Linked DNA regions of Mus musculus: region 1 is linked to region 2. Evidence: chromatin contacts called from public HiChIP or PLAC-seq data. All regions are on one chromosome and are shown on one strand. The core of a region is the stretch at or near the end of the contact, and the rest is flanking DNA. Distances in the headings are between cores, read along the strand shown. Region 1 overlaps Gm31814 (a long non-coding RNA gene). Region 2 has its middle 46 kb from the start of Gm46545.

What was found. HiChIP or PLAC-seq counts read pairs in DNA pulled down with a chosen protein or histone mark.
Region 1: a contact with region 2 is called in an HNF4G HiChIP or PLAC-seq map of pancreatic cancer cells. The contact joins two enhancer-like sites. A contact is called at or near these places in 3 of 484 Hi-C or Micro-C datasets (liver and nephron progenitors), 2 of 115 datasets of contacts at active chromatin or transcription factors (bone marrow-derived macrophages and pancreatic cancer cells) and 1 of 9 other capture datasets (embryonic stem cells).

What each region holds. Positions count from the first base shown.
Region 1 is chr16:24,196,801-24,202,138 of GRCm38.p6, reverse strand. All of the region lies in intron 1 of Gm31814 (a long non-coding RNA gene), which reads left to right. Among named protein-coding and RNA genes, the nearest start is that of Gm32126, 40 kb to the right of the region's middle. Within about 2 kb of position 2,193, at least 76 of the 459 cell types and tissues checked have an H3K27ac peak or open chromatin away from gene starts, as enhancers often do. A contact at or near this core is called in pancreatic cancer cells, where this site is marked.
Region 2 is chr16:24,033,975-24,039,190 of GRCm38.p6, reverse strand. No RefSeq gene overlaps it. Among named protein-coding and RNA genes, the nearest start is that of Gm46545, 46 kb to the left of the region's middle. Within about 2 kb of position 1,525, at least 12 of the 459 cell types and tissues checked have an H3K27ac peak or open chromatin away from gene starts, as enhancers often do. A contact at or near this core is called in pancreatic cancer cells, where this site is marked.

The DNA.
Region 1 (5,338 bases), core at 944-3,443, 160 kb before region 2:
CTAGTGATGAAGGACAAAGAAGCCTAGTCTAGCAGTGTGTTATGAGGGTTCCCAAGGCACAGGCAGGGTCTCCCCCAACAGGCATTGCTTCTCACTGAGTGTTTGCGCCAATCAATAGAGAATCTTTCTTTCGGTCTACTCCATCAGGTTTCATAGCACACAAAGGGACTTTTTTTTTCTTTTTTTGTTCAGTACTGCTTGTAAGTAAATGAATATGGACAATTATTTAAAATACAGATTCCCAGGTCCCCATAATGCTTTTCAATGTTGGCTGGGACCCTAGCCCGCTCTTGGTAGTTGTGATAAAGTCCTGTCTGACAGAGTTTGGGTTGAACATTGTTTTTTTAACCTTCACGGATCACTGCTGGTGCGAAGGCTTGTGGGCAAAAGCAGTTCCCAATGGCCCTTAGCCCTGGGCAGTACCGCTTCCCTATCGCCCTCAGGGGCTGTTCTGTGGGTCTTACAGCCCTTCTTGAGCACAGCTATACTTAGCTGCAGACACTCTACAGGGGCCCAGCCTCCAGAAATAGGATTTGAGTTGCGGGGCAGGGCTTGTCTGCCCCAGCACGAGTCCTACTTATCATCAGTTCTGAAGCTGAGAAATCAAATCCATGTTTGAGTAATAATATCCAAGTAAATATACAACAGTTCAAAGCCAACACAAGGTTGCTGGTTTCAGAACTCCTGCCCCTGCGCTAGCGCTTAAGTCTCCGTTGTAGCGCTGGGAGTGAGGCAAAGGCAGAGAGCACTTCCCATTTTACAGATAGAATCTGGGCCTCAGAAAACAGGCCACCCGTACAAGTGTCACCGCTGAGACTGCTAATAATCGGTCCCAGACTTTTCTCCTCTTCCCTGTACTGTTCCATCCTATCCTGTTTGATCAACTCTTCAGTCCTTAGATTTGAAAACCAAGGGTTCCCCTGACCCTCCCCCCTCCTCCACACACATACGCACAATGTCAGGCTTGTGGTTTAGGAACCAACAATTTTGACAAAGACACAGTTAAGATTCTCTGCAACAATGACCAGGACAAGTTTAAATAAAAGTACGAATTCTCATTTGAAGCTTTAGAGGAAGACATGGAGCGGCTTTGTTTGTTAAAACTCAGGTGGCATGAGTCGAATGGGCTTTCAAAGTACTTGTACCAACTAATCTTTCAGATGTTTCTAGTGGGGAGCAGAGCCTGATCTGGCTGTACTTACACGTGTGGGCCAGCTGTGGGCCTTTTTTCCTTACCCCGTGTTACTGATATTGTGGCCTCAATAGCGCTGTGGTGCAAATACTTACAGCCAATCTTATATTTTTATTTATTTATTTATTTTTAACCACTGTAGAAACAGTTGTTAAGCATTTCCCAGGCACCCAAGCTAGCAACTAATTGAGCCTGGCACCAACTGGTACCCAAATGTTCTCTGTCATGTGTACAGGCTCATCTTCAGGATTGGTTTTGGCCTCTAACCACAAAGTCATACCTGAGTGCCATTCTTTAAGTGGGAAATTCTTTCCATCTGCCTTTGCAAAATCATGCTGATGGGTTTCCACTAATAATAGTCCTCTGTGTGCATGTGGAGCTTGCAAAGAGTCTGCATGGCCCTCATCACTTTCAAGTTTCATGTGATCCATGGGGCAGATGCCTTCTCTCCTTGGTAGAAAGAAAAGGGTCTGACAGGGAATGTGACTGCTCCCACAGTCAGAGGCCTTGCAAGTGGCAGGTGGACCTTGAGCCATCTTCAGCTTCCGCGTTCTGTGCACCTGCCTCTCACCAGCTGCTTCCTTCACCTCAGACACTTGCTAGATCACTCACTTGCTCGCAATGCCTGAAGGTTAGGCTGCTGTCGGCAGCATGGAAGCGTCTAGCAGCCATTTGGGGTTAACACCAGTCTTGGACTTTGACAGGAAGGAATAGACTCTCTAGCTTGGGGGTGTAAATATAAGCCACCCATTTCGCTATTCTGCCGAGAAGAAAGGTGTCCACTTTTGTTCCCTGTTGGTGCTTGGTTTTCTGTGATTCCGTTTAAACGCTGTTATGGGGACCTTGTGTTTTTAGGTCCTTCTCTCAGTAAGAACTTGGAGCCTCTCAAATGACCCAGCATAAATGGTCCGCTTCCCTTCTTGCACAACCCCCACCCAGCCTTGTTACTGCCCAGCGCTGTATTGATTGGAAAGCATTTCACAATGCGTTTTCAAAACATGCTGAAGGTCGAGACTGAGTGACTCATAGGCCGTCACATTTCTTTCTGCTTTAGTCCCTCTGGACTTTATCGGTTAGGTTGGCTAATGGAAGTCCCTAAAGAAACTGTTAACTGCCCAACCTTGGCCAGTAGGATGCAGGATTAGTAGGTGGCTTCACAAAATAATTCCTAATCACGTCTGTGGCGATGGACCTGTGGAAATCTCTTTGGTTTTTGAATGCCAAGTCTCTAGAAGAATAAGAAGTCAGGAGAGGGTTCCCGAGCTCATTTTGCCAGCTCTGGCTCCCAGAGCATCAGAGAGCCGACAACGTCAGGTGAGCGAGTCAGCTGATACCCGAGGCTCTCCTGCTGCTCTGGGTGATCTATGCCACTCCATTCGTCTGGGGAACTTGGGGCCATGACCCTGATCCAGGCCTTCAGAGCTGGCTGCCAGAGGCTAAAGGATGTTGTCCTGGGCAGTGAAGAATGCCTGGGAGCATAGTAGTAACGGATAGTTCCGGGTAGCAGTGAGGGTTCTGGGCTAACACACAGCCTTATCTCCACTACCTGAGGTTTTTGACCAGTGGCTCGGCCAGTTAGCATCTTGATTTTCTACCACCTGGTAAAGGAAGGTCTTCCTGACACTTTATTTCCCAGGCTGGCTTTGAAGAGCAAATGATAGAATGTATGCAGAGTATCATCAGGAAGAGCCTGCAGCATGACTCCTTATGGACTACTAGAACACTTGGCTTTGAATTATTAATTAATTAATTAATTTTTATTTTTCATAGTTTCCTAACTTTTTAAATTAGATATCTTCTTTATTTACATTTCAAATGTTATCCCCTTTCCTGGTTTCCCCTCTGAAAACCCACTACCCCTTCCCTCCTCCCCTGCTCATGAACCTACCCACTCACTCTTCCTGGCCCTAGCATTCCCCTACACAGGGACTTAGAGCCTTCACAGAACCAAGGGCCTCTTCTCCCCTTGATGACCGACTAGGCCATTCTCTGCTACATATGCAGTTGGAGCTATGAGTTCCACCATGTGTTTTCTTTGGTTTTGTCCTTGGGAGCTATGGCAGTACTGGTTGGTTCCTATTGTTGTTCCTCCTATGGGGCTACAAACCCCTTCAGCTCCTTGGGTCCTTTCTCTAGCTCCTTCATTGGGGACCCTGTGCTCAGTCCAATGGATGGTTATAAGCATCCACTTCTGTATTTGTTAGGCATTGGCAGAGTGTCAGCAAGTACTTATTGGCATCCACAATAGTTTCTGTGTTTGGTTATTGTATATGGGATAGAACCCCAGGTGGGGTAGTCTCTGGATGGTCATTCAGCTTTGGAATTCTTTACATGCAAGCTTTTTGAACCCCTAAAAAATACTGTTCTAAAAAAATAATCTGTCATAAAAATTAAAGCTTCCAAGTGAGTCATCTAGAATAGCCTTGAGGTTGAAAATGTGCTTAGTGACCCTCCCCCACACTCCAGGATTTTACTCTTTCAGTATTGTGAAGGCCCTTTCCCTTTAGCAGTCACAGAAATAGTATCCCAAAGCTAGGGCAGTAATAATGCTGTCTGCAGGTCTATCTCACCAGCCTAGCTCTCCTCAGTCACTCCTCTCTGCATCCCTTCCAGCCCCAAGCTGCTAACCCCCTCCTTCTGGACTGGAGAACAACCAATATAAAAACAGTGAATGCCATCATGTTCAAGTACATCCCCAGTGAGGAATGGCCATAAAGTCTTCCTGCCTCACTGTGACTGTTCCCCATGCCACCCCCAGTCTGTCTCTTCATCTGAGACCTTGTCAATTACAGCTCCCACCCCTTGATTTTAGAAATGAACAACCTAAAGTTCTGAGTAATAAAGTGGCCTTCCCAGGTCCACGCAGCTCACTTATGGCAGAATCAGGATCTGGGTACCAGGATCTTTTCCTGCTTCAATGAACCAGACACCCAGAGGACCCAGAGAACCCAGAGAACCCAGGGGACCCAGAGGACTCAGAGGACTCAGAGGAATGATGAATAAAATAGATTGTTGTGGCGTGTGTCGGACATCTGGTTTCCAAGGAGAGTTTATATTAAGTAGCAGCGAGGCCTCAAAAGCTATGGTAGCTAGCGTGAATGAACTTATGTAATCAACATTTATCAGGAACATGTGTCATCAAACATCTGCCAGATCTGAGTGTTGGCACCAAACCTGCTTTCATTGTCAAAGAAAAGAAGGGAGAAAGAAACTTGACTAAATAAAGCCGGCAGACATTTTTACTAGAAAATCCAGAGGTATTTTCTTAAGGAATAGAAGCACACCTGCAACATCTTAAAAATCAATTTCAATGTGATTGGGTGACTCTAGCAGTCATAGATTTAAAACACACACACACACACACACACACACACACACACACACACACACACACACACATGAATTGATGTCTAAAGTCAGCATCACCAGGTTCCTGTCCTTTTGGTCCGTTTGGTAACAGAAGCCTGGAAATGACATGTGTAAAAGTTGCCCAGAGCAACATCCTAGGTTGCTGATCTCCTAAACAAAAACACCCCAAAGTGCTTTTGGTTTTCATTGGTACAACACAAGCAGGTCAGAAAGACATGGAACATTCTCCTGCCAAACTTCCATGAAGAATCTGGCTTGCATGAAGACTTGAATGTGGAGGTCCCCCCCTCCCATAGGCTTACAGTTTGAATACTTGGTTCCAGCTTGTGCTACTATTTTAAAGTTTGTGGAGTCATGGAAGGTGAGGCCGGACTATTGGAAGTGGGTCGCTAGGGGTTGGCCTTTACAAGTTATAACTGACTTTGGTTCAGGCTTCTTGTAGGATGGCATACAGCAAAGTTCCCTGCTACAATATTCCCACCACTGTGAGTTCTGCTGTCACTTCTCCTAGAGCCCCCTGAAACTGTGAACCCAAAATTTCTTCCTACCTTAACTTGTTTCTGTTGGCATTTCGATCTTGATGAGAAAAGCAGGAAGTTGATACCAAGGAGGAAGGTGGTAATGGTAGCTAAGCCTAACTCTGTGGTTGTGGGCTCATAGTGACTTGCATAAAGAGTCCAGGGAAAAAGACTATACAGCCAGGTAATGTGGAGCATGGATCGATGTCTTGGAAAGAGCCCCTGAAAGGACAATTTAGAAATCAGTTAAGTCAAAGTT
Region 2 (5,216 bases), core at 276-2,775:
AGGAATAAGAAAATGTTTAAGTACTGTATCTTTTAATAACCATATCTTCCCAAGCCACTGGATAGAAAAGATCAAGTAAAAGATTTATAAGGTTACAATGATAAAAACCCAAACAGCAACAAATAAGAATCAATATTGATCCTAAAAGAGTAAAGTGGTCCAATTAAGTCCTTAGTTTTATGAACAGGGAGACTGAAACCTAGAGAACAAGTGGCTTGGCCAGGTCTACATAACAATGAGTAACACAGCCGATGTGACTCAGCATCTTCTTGAACCACTGGTCTGTGTCCTCTTTATTGATACCAAAACAGTGTTTCCCCTCAGTTCATCAGTAACTCCATAACAGGGGTACCCCCTGGCATTCTGAAACCTAAGTTCAATGGGGAAGCTCAACCCTTGATGGACATATAACATCTTGAGAATATATCCAGTGTCACTTCAAAGTATACACTGGTGTGTCTCCTGAGATCTGCTGCATTAATATGATTCTGTTACTGTAATGAAATGCCCAAGCCTGGAGAAATTATACAATAAGTGTGTTTATTTAACGTATCGTTCTAGTAGTTCGATGGCACAGCATTGGTGTTCAGTTGCTTTGGCCAATGCCTTACCACAGATGGCAGCAGAATGGCAGGAGTTCATGTGAAAGGGAGAGATAGTTTGGTTAGAGAGAAACTCAGTGACTTAGAGAACAGGATCAAGACTTTTATTTTTTTAGGATTTATTTTATTTTTATTTATGTGCATATATGTGTGCATATGTGTGTGCGCATGTATGTGCTTGTGAATATGGGTTCCTGTAAGGGCCAGAAGAAGGAATTTCCTAAGAACTGGAAATCCATAGGGTTGTGAGCTGCCTGATGTGGATGCTGTCAACTTAAATTTGGACCATCAGAAAGAGCAGCAAGTACTCTGAAACACTCAGTGATCTTGGCAGCCCTTAGGATCAAGATTTTATACTAACTCGTTTTCATGAGAACTAACTCAGGATCCTGTATGAATGGGGTACTGATTGGTTTGTGTGTCAACTTGACACAAATTGGAGTTATCACAGAGAAATGAGCCTCTCTCGAGAAAGTGCCTCTATGAAATCCAGCTGTAAGACATTTCCTCAATTAGTGATCAAGGTGGAAGGGCTCATTTTGAGTGGTGCCATCCCTGGGCTGATAGTTTGGGGTTCTATAAGAAAGCAAGCTGAGCAAGCCAGGGGAAGCAAGCCAGTGAGCAGCATTCCTTCATAGCTACTGCATCCACTCCTGCCTCCAAGCTCTTACCCTGTGTGAGTTCCTGTTCTGACTTCCTTTGGTGATGAACAGTAATGTGGAATTGTAAGCTGAATAAATTCTTTTTTCCCCAACTTGCTTCTTGGTCATGATGTTTTGTGTAGGAATAGAAACCTTGACTAAGACAAATGGCCTTAATTCTTTCCAAAAGCAGCACCTCAAAATCCCTAGACAGAGGTCCAACCTCCACCTTGAGTCACCGAGGGCCAAACCCAAAACCTTTGAACTCTTGGGTGGTGAATCATATCTGAATCATAGTAACTATCAACATTCTTTAGGATGGGTGGCTGAGCCTTCATCCAGGTGGGTGTCTCACTAGTCCAAATCAATACTATTTACAATAGTGGGGGCACTTGGGGGTGGAGTCTGGTATCAATCTTGTGATACAGCAAATTGTCTTGTGTGATGGTTTGAGTGAAAATGGCATCAAATAGGCTAATATGTTTAAATACTTGATGTCCAATTAGTGGAAGTATTTGGGAAGGATGGGAGAGGGACTTATCCTTTTTGAAGAAGGTGTGGCTCCTGGAGTCACACAATTCCCAGTGTGGTCTCTCTCACTCTGCCTCTTGCTTCTAGACTAAGTTATTCACTCTCAGCTGCTGCTCCAGGTTTTCCCGCCTCCACACTTTTGCTCAACCATCATGGACTCCAAACCTCTGAAACTATGAGCCCAATTAAATACTTTCTTAAAAAATAAGTTGCCTTGGTCATGGTGTTTTATCACAGCAATTGAATAGCAACTAATGTGTCTTGGCCTCTGTTAAGAAGAAGTGATGGGGCATGATAAAAACACAGAAGGGAATGGAGCAAAGATTCTTAATTTTTTGGCAGAAGACACCTTCCCGTTTCAACACAAACATTCAATGTGTGCAGAATTTCTTTCCCCTAACTCTCAGGAAAGAAAGATGAACCTTTAGCAATAAAGTAACATGACCAAGGCCAGGAAGGGCAAATGGACCATGATCATCATTGCAAATCTATACATAAGACAGAGTTTTCCCGAGAGAACTGCAACCTCTCCTAGTCTCTTCCTATTTTAAGTGCTCTTTACTCTCGGTTCCATTTATGTCGATAGAGCTAAGAAGGATACATATCTTTTAACCACTGAATTTAGTGTACCTGTCTTTGAACCCTGGTAATTTATTCTTTACACACATGATGCTAATTATTTCAAAGGGTCAGGGTTCCTACTCTAAGAGAGAGGTACAAGATGTCGACTTGCAGTGAGCATAATGTCCAATTATCAATGCATTTCCCACCAGAATGGACTTAGTACCTTCTAGAAGGGATTTGCCTTCACATTTGGTAGCCACTCCCTAGACACGGCCTCTTTAAAACTTGCTTTCTAGTAACTTGTGGGTGTGCCCGTACTGTTCTCTGTATCAGGGCCCTTAGGAGTCATTGCTATGCTTCAGGAACCTACCTTCTAACTTCCAGGTCAAATTCTTTCCCCTTAGAGCCTTCTTTAATCACTTTGTATGAAGGCTAAAATTTACTTCCTATGAAAGTCCTGTGAGCACTTTGCTGATGTCCCCCTGGAAGACTTAGAACACTGTATTCTAATAAGTAGTTAGAATGTCAATAAATACCGACTTCTGATCTCTTTGCTTTATCTGGATTATCTTGGCCTCAATGACACTGAATGTTTCCCCAGGGAATAGGAAATGATTTATATGGTGATTGACTTAAGGTTTTCCCCTAACATCCCACCTGCACCAAAGAATGGCTTTACATTTGTGTATTTTAACATATTTTACATTTTTATGGAGGAAAGGAATTCATACCTAATTCACATTTTATTGTGTTTTGCAGATAATACACTTTTACAGCTTAAATGTTTCTATGGCCCCAAACCAAACAGGTCTTTAAGTGAGCAGGAAATGCCACTGAGTGTGAAAGTACTTGTCTGGCACTCACAAGACCCAGCACTCTACAACATAAAACAAACACAAATTGCTCCATCAATGCTAATTGCCCAATGGTATGCTCTCCTTGTGTCTCCAAGTCACTTAAAAAATGTATATAGGATCTCTCTGTGAGGGGTACTCAGTATGTAGACCAGGCTGGCTTCAAACTTACAGGCCTGACTCTGCCTCCCAAGTGCTGGGTTGAAGAGCATGTGCCACCATGCCCAGCTATCTGTATCACATTCTTATAATTTTGTCAATATTCCATGAATTCCCTTTATTGTTAGATATGTGAATGTGATATTTACTTGCTGGTCTTTGATGATTCTGGGATGTCATGGGTTCTCATTTTAGAAGCAGCTAAGTCAACGGAGGAGTGTTGTGTGTGATCTACTTGCTCCACCAACCAGTTCCCTCCCCACCTCTCTGCCCCTTCTCAGGTCTCCCTCTTACTTGAGACACGCAGTACTGACATTATGCCAACTAATAGCCCAGCTACTGCCCAAGTAGAAGGAAGAAACATGTCTTTCTTGCTTTCTTCTTTCCTTCTTTCCTTCCTTCCTTCCTTCCTTCCTTCCTTCCTTCCTTCCTTCCTTTCCTTCCCCTCTTTCTTTCTTTCTTTCTTTCTTTCTTTCTTTCTTTCTTTCTTTCTTTCTTTCTTTCTTTTTTTCTTTGGTTTCTCTGTATAGGCCTGGCTGTCCTGGAACTCACTCTGTAGACCAGGCTGGCCTCGAACTCTTCTGAGAGTTCGCCTGCCTCTGCCTCCAAAGTGCTGGGATTAAAGGTGTGCGCCACCACGCCCGGCGAAACATGTATTTCTTAATTTAAATCAAGTTAGAAATGAGCACATTTAAAGAAGGAAGCATGCCGAAAGCTCCTTTAAAACTAGGCTCCTTACACAAAATAGCCACCAGAATGCAAAGAAGACAGCTTGGAAGTGCAACCCAAACAATCGAATGAGTGATGACATAGTTTAACAACCTTATTGATAGGCATGGTGGCAGTGCTAGTGGTTTAGGTAGAAGGTCAAAGCAGCCACAGCATTCCTTAAAACCAGAGCTCTCTGCTATTCTGCACATGCTGGAAGAGAGAAGGAAGCTGAAGAAGAAAATGTAATAGAGGTTCGATTATGAGGCTTGAAGAAAGAAAACCATCTCTATAACAAAGAAGGGCAATGTGAAGCAGGCAAGCCATGCTACAGGAGCCACAGAAGAGGTCTAGATCTAGCCAAGAAAGCCAGTGAAGACCTAACCCTCAGTAAACAAGGCAGCTTGGTCTTGGAAAAAGGTCTATCTAAGGCTTTCAGAGCTGCAGAGAATTCAGTGGCTGGCTTCAAAGGTTCAAAGGTTCAAAGGTCAGACTGACTCACCAGGGACAGTGCTGCTGATAACTCAAAGTTCAAGGCAAAGCTCACTTAAAACGCCTAGAGCTCTTAAAGATTTTCTAAATCTATGCTACCCTGTTTGCTAAATGGGACTAAGCCTGGGTGGTAGTCACTGCAGTAATCTACTATGCTCTTCCTCTCCCGATGAGGCCAGACAGGGAGGCCCAATTAGGAGAACAGGATCTACAGATAGGAAACAGTCAGGGACAGTCCCTGCTCCACTTTTTGGGGGACCTACATGAAGACCAAGCTGTGCATCTGCTACATGTGTGGGGAGCCTAGGTCCAGCCCTTGTATCCTCTTTAGTTTGTAGTTCCATTTCTGGGAGCCACTAAGGGTCCAGGTTAGTTGACTCTGTTGGTCTTTCTGTAGAAAACTCTGTCTAATGTTTGTCTGTGGGTCTCTGGATCTGTATCAGTCAGCTGCTGAGTGGAGGCTGTCAGAGGACAATTATGCTAGACTTCTGTCTGCAAGCATAACATAGTATCATGGTTTCCTGAAATGGCTTCTACTTGAGGCAAAAATGCTATGAATACTGTTACATAAAAACAGAGACTCAAGAATATTATGTAAATTTAGAAGGGAAAACAGTCCTGCTTTGAGAAGAACAACTGATCTAGTGTGAGGAAAATGTTTTCAG